Linked DNA regions of Pan troglodytes: region 1 is linked to region 2. Evidence: chromatin contacts called from public Hi-C data. All regions are on one chromosome and are shown on one strand. The core of a region is the stretch at or near the end of the contact, and the rest is flanking DNA. Distances in the headings are between cores, read along the strand shown.

Region 1 (5,213 bases), core at 1,945-4,444, 270 kb after region 2:
ACATCCTCCAGTTCATGACAGTGCTCTCCACTCCCTATTGTCTCATGCCTAACCTTCTTTCTAGCCCCTGTAGACACCTGAGGGTTTGCTGTTGTTGTTATTTGTTTTGAGAAGGGTCTCACTCTGTTGCCTAGGCTGGATGCAGTGGTGTGAGCATGTCTCACTGTAGCCTTGGCCTCCTGGGCTCAAGTGATCCTCTGGCCTCAGCCTCCCAAGTAGCTGGAAGTACAGGCACATGCTACCATGCCAGCTAATTAAAATATTTTTTTGTAGAGACAGGGTCTCACTATGTTGCCCAAGCTGGTCTCAAACTCCTGGGTTCAAGCAATCCTCCTGCCTCAGCCTCCCAGAATTCTGGGATTAAAGGAATGAGCCACTGTGCCCGGCATGACATTTGAGTTTTTGATCCATGCTGATGACATGGCAATGGGAGGCTATTGAAGGTTGTTTTTTGTTTTTCTGTTTTTGAGGCGGAGTCTCTCTCTGTGTCTCAGGCTGGAGTGCAGTGGCATGATCTCGGCTCACTGCAACCTCCACCTCCCAGATTCAAGCGATTACCCCGCCTCAGCCTCCTGAGTAGCTGGGATTACAGGTGCCTGCCACCACGCCTGGTTAATTTTTATATTTTTAGTAGAGATGGGGTTTCACCATGTTGCCCAGGCCGGTCTTGAACTCCTGACCTCAAGTAATCCCCCCCACCTCGGTCTCCCAAAGTACTGGGATTACAGGCGTGAGTTACCGCACCCAGCCCATTGAAGGGTTTTGAGCAGAGAAGGAATGATGAGAGTTGGGCAGTAAGTAATGTATTGGTTGGGGGTAACTCTGGGGCAGGTGTAGTAAAAATCTATTATGCAATCTGCCCCAGAGCATGAACTCCATCTTTTGGGAAATGCATCTTTCTCTGACCATATGGTTCCGATGGGGCTGCCATCTCCCTGTACGTCCCACTTCCTTATTCACGGTATTGGTTAGAGAATGGCACCTGGCTTAAGTTGGGCCAGTCACAGCACCTGGTTTTCCACCCATAGATGATTGGTCTAGGGACGGGGACTTACCTATGTTGGACCAATCAAAGTTTTTCCCTAAAACTTTGTCCTTCAGACCAGAAGCAGAAATCCTCAGTCTCTCTCCGGTGGAACGGGTGAGAGTTGTGAGTGGTGAGCGCTGCTGCAGCCACGTGCCTAGCCTTGAGGAGAATAGCTCGCATACAGAGAGAAGAGATAAAGGACTGGGAGGAGAGTCCTGGCAACATTCAAGCCTCTGCGCTCACCACTTCAGTGCATTTTCTGAGCCTGGTTCTCCAGCCTTCCCATCAGTTCTGGGAGCTCCCCATTCCTTCCTGATAAATTCCTTTGCTGCATCTGTTAGTCTGAGTTTATTTATGTTTCGTAATTTGCAACCGAGAACACTGGTGATAACCGGGGGCTTTGAGGCAATTCCAGGAGGGCTACTTCTCACCCCCGTCAGGGAGGAGCCAAGACAGGGTTTATCCTCAAATGCAGATCCCCTGAGGTCAGGAGATAGAGCCCAGCTTGGCCAACATGATGAAACCCCGTATCCACTGAAAATACAAAAATTAGCCGGGCATGGTGGTACACGCCTGTAATCCCAGCTACTTGGGAGGCTGAGGTACAAGAATCGCTTTGTACCCAGGAGGCAGAGGTTGCAGAGAGCCGAGATCGTGCCACGGCACTCCAGCCTAGGCGACAGAGCGAGACTCCGCCTCAAAAAACACACAAACAATGAACAGACAAATAAATGACAGAACAAGAAGACAAACTAGAGAACATCTTGAGACAAGGTGTTCAGGGAAGAGTTCTTTTGAGAAGGTGATATTAAAGCGAGTTTGGGGAAGAACGTCCCAGGCCTTGCGCTCAGGGTCGTCAACTCTTTGATTTCTCTTCCTTTTGAAGCAGGGCAGGGAGGTCATCAAACAACAGAAGGACAATTATAACTGCTGATATGGCAAAGCCAGGACTCTGAATTCAAACTCTGCTCCATTCTCAGGAATCCCGTCTGTTAAGCAGGTTCTGGGGAAGCGATGTGAATCATGAAATCACAGGTCGGAGGAGGCATCGAGAATATGGTCAGTTCTCAACTTTCAGGGAAATCCATAGCTGAGGAATGAAGGACAACGGGCTTCTCGTGCTCTCACTAGGAAGACTGGTTCACCGGAGGCTGGAACACTGAAAGTGAGAAATCCCGACAGAAGAAATGTGTAGGAGAGAGGACCAGCACCTGGATCAAGTTATAAAACATCTCCTGCATCTTTTTCGGAGATCACCCTTAGCGCGGCCTCTCCGCCCAGTCCCAGATTAGGCAGCGAAGAGCGACCCTCACCCTGTCTAGGTGCCACGTTCCTTAAAAGCGAAAGGACCAGGAGTTTCTTCCTGCCTCGTCTCTTCCGGATCCCTCCTGCACCGCCCGCAGCCTGCAGGTTTGAGCGCCATCTCCAGGCCCCGCCCACCTCAAGCACCACCCCTCAGTCCTCCCTTGGGGCACGCCTCCTTCCGGCACCCGCCCAGAGTAGCCACCCCCGGGGCCCCTCCTCCCCTCCCTGCTTCCGGGCCCGCCTCCTTCAGGCCCGCTTCCATCTTCCTCCCACTCTAAGCTTCTCTTCAGCCCCGCCTCCCTCCACCCGTGGCTCCGCCCTCTGGGCGATTCTCCATTTAGCCCCGCCCACAGCATCTCTTTTCAAGCGCTGTCCTGGTTCCCGGCTCTCCATCTCCTGCACGGCCTTCCCCACTTGTCCGGCGACCCTCTTCCCAGGGCCCCATCACCATCTTAGCTCCGCCCCTACTTCGGCTCCAAACCTGTGCAAGCTGCCCTCTTCCCGCCCCAGCCCCGCCTCCCCAAGCCGCGTCTCAGTTCCTCCTCCCTTTCAGGCCCCACCCTGGCCCCGCCTTCCTCCCGTCCCCGCCGAAGCTCTGGACCTTTCCAAAGCCAGGCTGAGAGGGTGGGGAGAGCCCATGCGCCTGGGAAGCCGGGCTGTTTCTGGGCGGGGCTGCAGACTCCTCGTGCTCGTGTCACCGTGTCCTTCCCAGGAGACAGAGAAGGAGGAGAGCCCGGAACCAGGGCCGGAGCGGCGGGCGGAGCCGAGCTGCGGGGAGCCGCTCCGGGTGCCCCCACCCCCGCGCGCCTCAGTGGTGCCGGCCGAGGGCAGGGCTCGCGGCTGCGGGGCTCGCGCCGCTGTCAGTGCGGCGGGGCGCGCGAGCGGCGCCAGCTCGGGGCAGCGGAACCCAGAGAAGCTGAGGGGGCGGTAGCGGCGGCGGCGGCGGCGGCGGCGGCGGCGGCGACGGCGACGACGACGACGACGACTCCCGCGCGTGTGCCCAGCCTCTTCCCGCCGCAGCCGCCCTTTTCCTCCCTCCCTTACGTCCCCGAGTGCGGCAGTACCGCCTCCTTCCCAGCCGCGCGGCTTCCTCCAGATCTCTCGGCGCGGGTGAGTGGGGGCTGCGGGCGTCTCCTTAGGGGTGCGGGGAGGGTGTGTGCTTTGTGCCTTTCCGTTCACCCACTTCTTCAGGCAGGCCGCTGCCTATTTTTAGAAACTTATTTCTGCCCTTCGGGGAGTCCCGGGAGCCCGAGTAACTCTAGGCCCCCTCCGCCGCTCCTTTCTCCCACTCGGACCCGCCGCCCCGGGTCCCCGGCCCCAGCCCTCCGCGCCCGGTCCTGCTCCCGGCGTTCCCTGTCTGCTCCCTCCGCGGGCCAAGTCTGGGCCAGTAGTTGGCTGGGTGGGCCCGCGCCCGCTCGGAAGTTGGAGTCTTTTGTGCTCGTGCCCCGCCCCGCCCGGCGAGGGGCGGAGGGAGGGGAACGGAGGCTGCTCCGGGGAGGCCGCAGGCGGGCCCGGCCGCGGCGGCTTCCGGCTCTCCTACCCGGGCTGGGTCTACGGGCTCCCGGAGGCGCGCAGAGCTTGTCCTGCCTCGGCTCCCGCCTCTTCTGGGCTCTTTGCACGCCTTGGGCTCGGAGAGAAACAACAACGGGCCCTCGAACTGGGGCCGTATCCGCGTTTCACTCAGCCTCCTTGGCGGCCGAGTCTTAGTTTGCCTCTCGGTGACGTGGGGGGAAAGAAGGAAACTCGCCTTGCGGGGTGTTCGTGGATTCAGGAAGGGAACTAATATGTGAAAGAAGTGTTTAACACCGACAGGGAACATTTAATGAGACTTCACCCAGGAACTTCCCAAGCCTTACTTCATTTAATGTTCACAACGGCCTTCTGGTTTATCCTCATTTACAAAAGCAGAAATTAAGGCGCAGAGGGGTCAAGTAATTTTCTCCAAGTCACAGTAGCCACAGAAGTGCAAAGGAGTGGTGCCAGTACCTATTATTTATTAATATTTCCTGGTGTGAGCATGTATCATCTCTTAGTGCAGAGGGCATTTTTACCTAGCCTTGGGTCACACCATTTAATTAGGGGCATAACTCTGGGTTTTCCCTGACTTCTGGTACGTTGTCCACTATACTATGGATGAAATCCCATTCTGGGGTTACCATAGTTCTAAAGGGAAAGGTTTGGATGAATTCCTTGCTAGTGTTGCGGCAGTTAGAAGTTGATGGATGCAGACTCCAGGTCTCAGACACAACTCAAATTCCCTGGGGTTTTGGCTCAAGGAAGCTTTGAGACTGTAAACGGTGGGATCCACCCTTTAGTTTGTGTGTGGTGTGTTCCTCCTCCCAGACCTTGCAGGTTCTCTGTGTTTAGATTTATCGATCCTAGTTTGATGGGGGTTAGGGGGAGTAGCTCAAGTCATCTGCCTTCAAACAAATATTACTCCTATTTTCAGATAAGGCCCAGAGTGGTTAAAGTGAACTAAAATTAACTTTGGCAAATGTTCCAGTTTTTCAATGTGATCCGGTTTGAGGGAGTGTCTAAAAATCAGGCAAGGGAGTTTCTGGGCCAGGTCTTGAGGAGTCTCTTGATGTTCACATTAGTTCTTTGGAGTCTGGTAGGTCTGTGGTGCCTGGCCAGGATTCTGGATTTACGAGTCCTATGTGGGAGCTGAAAGGGGTCTTACCATCTGGTCCAACTTTTTCATATCTGCCTTTCCCCGCTTCCCTGTTAACTGAACCTTGGAAAGGGGAAGTAAGTTGTCTGAATTCAGACTGCCTTAGTGTCAGAGTGAGAACTAAAATTCCCAGTCTTCTTCCTCCTAATCCAGTAATATTTTTATTTCTCCCATACCTTGCCACTTCTTAAAAGGGCACGAAACCACTTA
Region 2 (5,193 bases), core at 1,340-3,839:
CTCTTTTTAAGATTCAAACCTCTTCCCCCACCCCTCCTTTCCCCTCCTCATTTAGGGATCTAGGAATGACGTGAACAAGACCATGTTTACTTTCATTGTTTTAACTATACTCAGATGAATAGTAGAAAGACAGTGGTATTTGGTGCCAAAGCCCTGCCATGTTTTGCTATGTGAACTTGGATAAATTAGTTAACCTCTCTGAACCTCCCTTTTCCCATCAACAAAAGGTATTCTCCATTTTACAGAATGGCTTTTGGCAGTTACGCACATATAAAAGTTCCTAGGTCAATCAATATTAGTGTCTCTTCTTTATTGGACACCTCCACCCCTACCCCTATCCCTGACTAAGTTCTCCAGGTACCCAACCCTGGTCTTACCAGGCTACAAGGTCTAAAAATCCTGACAGCCTCCTTGAGACAATGGTCATGAGCCACATACTATTGTCTCCCCAAATATACATGAATGTTCACTGCAGGCTTGTTTGAAAAAACAAAAGACTGGAATCAAACCTGTGTCCAAGGCTGGGTGTGGTGGCTCACAGCACATTGGGAGGCCGAGACAGGCGGATCACGAGGTCAGGAGATCGAGCCCATCCTGGCTAACACGGTGAAACCCTGTCTCTACTAAAAATACAAAAAAATTATCCGGGCGTGGTGGTGGGCGCCTGTAGTCCCAGCTACTCGGGAGGCTGAGGCAGGAGAATGGTGTGAACCTGGGAGACGGAGCTTGCAGTGAGCCGAGATTGCGCCACTGCACTCCAGCCTGGGCAACAGAGCGACACTCCATCTCAAAAAAAAAAAAAAAAAAAAAACAACTTGGCAAAAGGGTTACTGATGTTATCTCAGGGCACATCAAGGATATGCCCTTGGCCAGACCCAGTGGGAACCAGTTCTACCTGACTCTTGAGTGTCCATGGGAGCCAAGAGCCTGGCACTGGTGCCAGGCATCCTTGGGTTTGAATCCCGGCTCCAACCGTGACCAAGTGCTGTGGCCATGAGCAATGGGTCTACCTCTGAGCTACAGCCTTTTCATCTGGAAAATGGGGACAATGGCAATTCTGATCTTGCACACTTATTCATTCATTCAATAAATATTTCAGAAACTACTAAATACCAGGTGCTAGTAATACACCAAGGAACAAAATAGATAAAGTTATGGCCTCATGAAACTTTCTTTTTTTCCTTTTGAGATGGAGTTTCACTCTGTCACCCAGGCTGGAGTGCAGTGGCACAATCTCAGCTCACTGCAACCTCCACCTCCTGGGATCAAGCAGTTCTCCTGCCTCAGCCTCCCATGTAGCTGGGACTACAGGCATGTGACACTACACCCGGCTAATTTTTGTATTTTTGGTAGAAATGGGGTTTTGCCATGTTGGCCAGGCTAGTCTCGAACTCCTGACCTCAGATAATCCGCCTGCCTCAGCCTCCCAAAGTGCTAGGATTACAGGTGTGAGCCACCGTGGCCAGCCTGTGCTAAGCATTTCACACATATTGACTCAATCCTGATAGTATAAGTACTAGTACCATGCCCATTTTACAGATATTGAGGCTTAGAGAGGCTAAATGACTTCCTCCAGATCACATGGGTAGGTGGGGCCAGGGTTCAAGCCAAGGCATCCACATCCTTCCCACCATCCCACGTTGCCACTAGGATGCCAATTCTGGGGGACACAAACCACTTTCTCTGGTTTGTTCTCTGCTTTGTCCCCGGTTCTGGCACTATAGGCCCTCAATAAATGGTGGCTGTTATGCACTAGGTTTAAAGGAGACTGAGCTCCCCTCTAGGCACCAGCCAGGGCAATGACCCCAAGACCTCTCTTGCAGGTAAGATGCCAGGATAGTTGCAGCTTCTTTTACATTCATTGTCACGTCCCAGGAGCCCCCTGAGCCGAATGGGACTTAGCGCTGGAGTCCTACAGGTGAGGAGTGAGAAGCAGGATGCAAGCCCATGGGCAAGCTTCATGGGGACAGAATAGACAGGAGGCATCCGCCTGCCAGCTAGAGGCCAGAGTCCAGTTCCCCATTGTGCAGATGAGGCCGTTGAGGCCCAAAGGCACACAGAGAGGCGAGGTGAACTGAACCCAAATGAGGGGATACAGAAGCTGGCATGGGAGGAGTCAAAGCAAGAGGGCCAGGCTGCAAAGGTTGGAAGACCCAGAAAATGTGCAGTGGGAGCCCCAGTTCAGAGCTGGGAAGGCGCGCAACCCAAAATCCAGCTCCCATTGCACAGATGGTGACCTCCGAGACTTAGAGACACACGAGGACTGCTCCAGGGCAAACAGCACCGCGGCATCGGACTTCGAACTCGCGCCTCTGACCCCAGGCAGGACATCCCTCAGCCCCAGCCCGGCCCGACGGCCCCACTCACACAGCCCCGTTCCGGAAGCCCTTAAGCACGGCCAACGCAGCGTGGTAGCGGCGCTTGCGCAGCAGTGCGTTGACGACTACGAGCAGAGCCCTTAGCTGCGGCGGGGCTGCCATAGTGCGGGCTGCGCGCAGGGTCGGGGTGAGGAACTGTAAGCGCACTGACAGCCGGAGGTTCCAGCTGCGCGCCCACAGCCCCTCGGTAGCGCCGCCGACTCGTGGCGTCTATAGGCTGTTTCTGCGTCACTCATGCATGGAAGACCAATCAGAGAGCGTACTTGTCTCATGGGACAATAGCACTCATCGAAATAGTTGTCTGACTGGAAGAGAAAGGAAAGCTTGTAGCCAATCACAGTGGGCTCCGCCCAAGGTCACACACAGACACACGATTTGTCCAATCAGAAGGCACTTTCCCTTGGTCCATGTTGGGTTCACGAGTGGGTTTGGAAGGAGGCGTGTACTTGGAAGGAGGGCTCCTGAATGAGGAGTGGCCCTGCTTAGAGATGGGATGGGCGACAGGTGATGATACAGGGAGGAGCAGGGCCCCATCTTTACGCGAGATAGTTCTGACTGGGATATCCTTTACCATAGCAATCTTCCCAGAGTGTCAGTCACATGGCCCCTCAATGGCTTCCATGTACGTATGTATGTTTTGAGATACAGCCTAGCTCTGTCACCCAGGCTGGAGTGCAGTGGCGCGATCTCGGCTCACTGCAACCTCCACCCTCCAGGGTTCAAGCAGTTCTCCTGCCTCAGCCTCCTGAGTAGCTGGGACTACAGGCACCCACCACCATGCCTGGCAAATTTTTTTGTATTTTTAGTAGAGATGGGGTTTCACCATGTTGGCCAGGCTGCTCTCCTGACCTCAGGTGATCCACCTGCCTCGGCCTTCCAAAGTGCTGGGATTACAGGCGTGAGCCCAGCCGGCGTCCACTTATTCTTAGAATCCAAACTCCTCCCCAAGGCCCAAGAGAGAAGACCTCCTGTGATCTGGTCCCTGCCTCTCCCTCTGACCCCACGTTCCAGCACTTGCCACCTCACTGCTTCCCAGCCAAACAGCCTCCTTTCTGTTCCTTGGGCCAAGAACCCTTCTACCTCAGGGCCTTTGCACTTGCTGGTTCCCTGCTTGATATTCGCCATCCTGGGCTCTTCCCATGACAGGTTTCTTCTCATCCTTCAGGTTTCAGCTCAAATGCCACCTCATCAGAGAGACTTTCTGAGACATCCAATTTGAAGTAGCACTGTCCACTCTGATTCATTACCCTGGCTCTTTTTTTTTTTTTTTTTTTTTTTTTAAACTGAGTCTCGGATCTATCGCCCAGGCTGGAGCGCAGTAGTGTGATCTCAGCTCACTTCAACTTCTGCCTCCCAGGTTCAAGGGATTCTTCTGCCTCAGCCTCCTGAGGAGCTAGGACTACAGGTGCATGCCACCACGCCCGGCTAATTTTTGTATTTTTAGTAAAGACGGGGTTTCACCATATTGGCCAGGCTAGTCCAAACTCCCAACCTTGTGATCCGCCCGCCTCGGCCTCCCAAAGTGCTGGAATTACAGATGTGAGCCATCGTGCCCGGCCACCCTGGTTCTTATGTGTTTTTTTTTTTTTTTCATAGAACTTTTGACACTTTAGACTTGTTTACTATGTGTTCATTGTCCATTGCCCTTATCAAACTGTAAATTCTATGAAGGAAGAAATCTTATTTGTCTTGTTTTCTGCTGTAACCCCAACACTGGGCACATGGTGGGTACTCAACACTTGCTTGTTGAAGCAACACATAGTTTTGGGTCGTCATCTCCGAGAGCATTGATGGGTGACATTAACATATGATGTCACTATGTGGAGTTGTCACTGAATAACAGCTACACACTGAGTGGTGGCTGTGACTTGTGAGGGTGTCCCCTGGTACTTGGGCCATATCGTATTTACCAGTGATGTTATTTGCTCAGTGTCAGGGGACAATTTCAGAGGTCAATGAAGGAGGGAGTTGTGCTGGGCCTATTTTGTCACTGAAACTGGGTTTTCCGGGATTTTTCTTTTGTGATGGTAGGCTACTTTATTCAGTTCATCCTTCCTCTGAAGATAATGACTATGTTAGATAATATATTAAAATATCCTCTTAAAAACACTGAAGTTCCTTGGCTGGGCACAGTGGCTCATGCCTGTAATCCCAGCACTTTGGGAAGCTGAGGCGGGCGGATCACTTGAAGCCAGGAGTTCGAGACCACCCCTGACCAACATGGTGAAACCCCGTCTCTAAAAAATTAAAAAACAAAAACAAAAAAACACTGAAGCTCTGCCAGGTGCGGTAGGTAGCTCACGCCTGTAATCCCGGCACTTTGGGAGGCCAAGGTGGGTGGATCTCTTGAGCCCAGGAGTTCAAGACCAGCCTGGGCAACATGGCGGAAACCCATCTCTACTAAAAATACAAAAATTAGCCAGGCCTGGTGGCACACACCTGTAGTCCCAACTACAGGTGTGGGAGGATCACCTGAGCCTGGAGAGGTCAACGCTGCGGTGAGCGGTGATCACGCCACTGGACTCCAGCCTGGGTGACTGAGACCCTGTGTCAAACTGAAGTGCTTAAAAGTATGAGGAATGTGGCCGGGCACGGTGGCTCACGCCTTTAATTCCAGCACTTTGGGAGGGTGAGGCGGGTGGGTCACCTGGGGTCGGAGTTCAAGACGAGCCTGACCAACACAGAGAAATCCTGTCTCTACTAAAAATACAAAATTAGCCGGGCATGGTGGCACGTGCCTGTAATCCCAGCTACTCAGGAGGCTGAAGCAGGAGAATCGCTTGAACCCGGGAGGCAGAGGTTGCAGTAAGCTGAG

Evidence for each region. Hi-C and Micro-C count contacts between places; a contact is called where the count stands out from the background.
Region 1: a contact with region 2 is called in a Hi-C map of stem cell-derived neural progenitor cells, with 4 times the contacts expected there. The contact joins the promoter of RALY here to the promoter of PXMP4 in region 2. A contact is called at or near these places in 1 of 7 Hi-C or Micro-C datasets (stem cell-derived neural progenitor cells) and 1 of 1 datasets of contacts at active chromatin or transcription factors (stem cell-derived excitatory neurons).

The regions. Positions count from the first base shown.
Region 1 is chr21:40,196,558-40,201,770 of NHGRI_mPanTro3-v2.0_pri, forward strand. It overlaps RALY (RALY heterogeneous nuclear ribonucleoprotein), which reads left to right and starts at 3,195. Exons shown (of 10, transcript NM_001280425.1): 1 at 3,195-3,442. It overlaps LOC104003558 (a long non-coding RNA gene), which reads right to left and starts at 2,464. Exons shown (of 3, transcript XR_010154372.1): 1 at 2,341-2,464; 2 at 1,056-2,186.
Region 2 is chr21:39,924,245-39,929,437 of NHGRI_mPanTro3-v2.0_pri, forward strand. PXMP4 (peroxisomal membrane protein 4) reads right to left here and starts at 2,590. Exons shown (of 3, transcript XM_003316863.7): 1 at 2,368-2,590. The coding sequence starts at 2,480.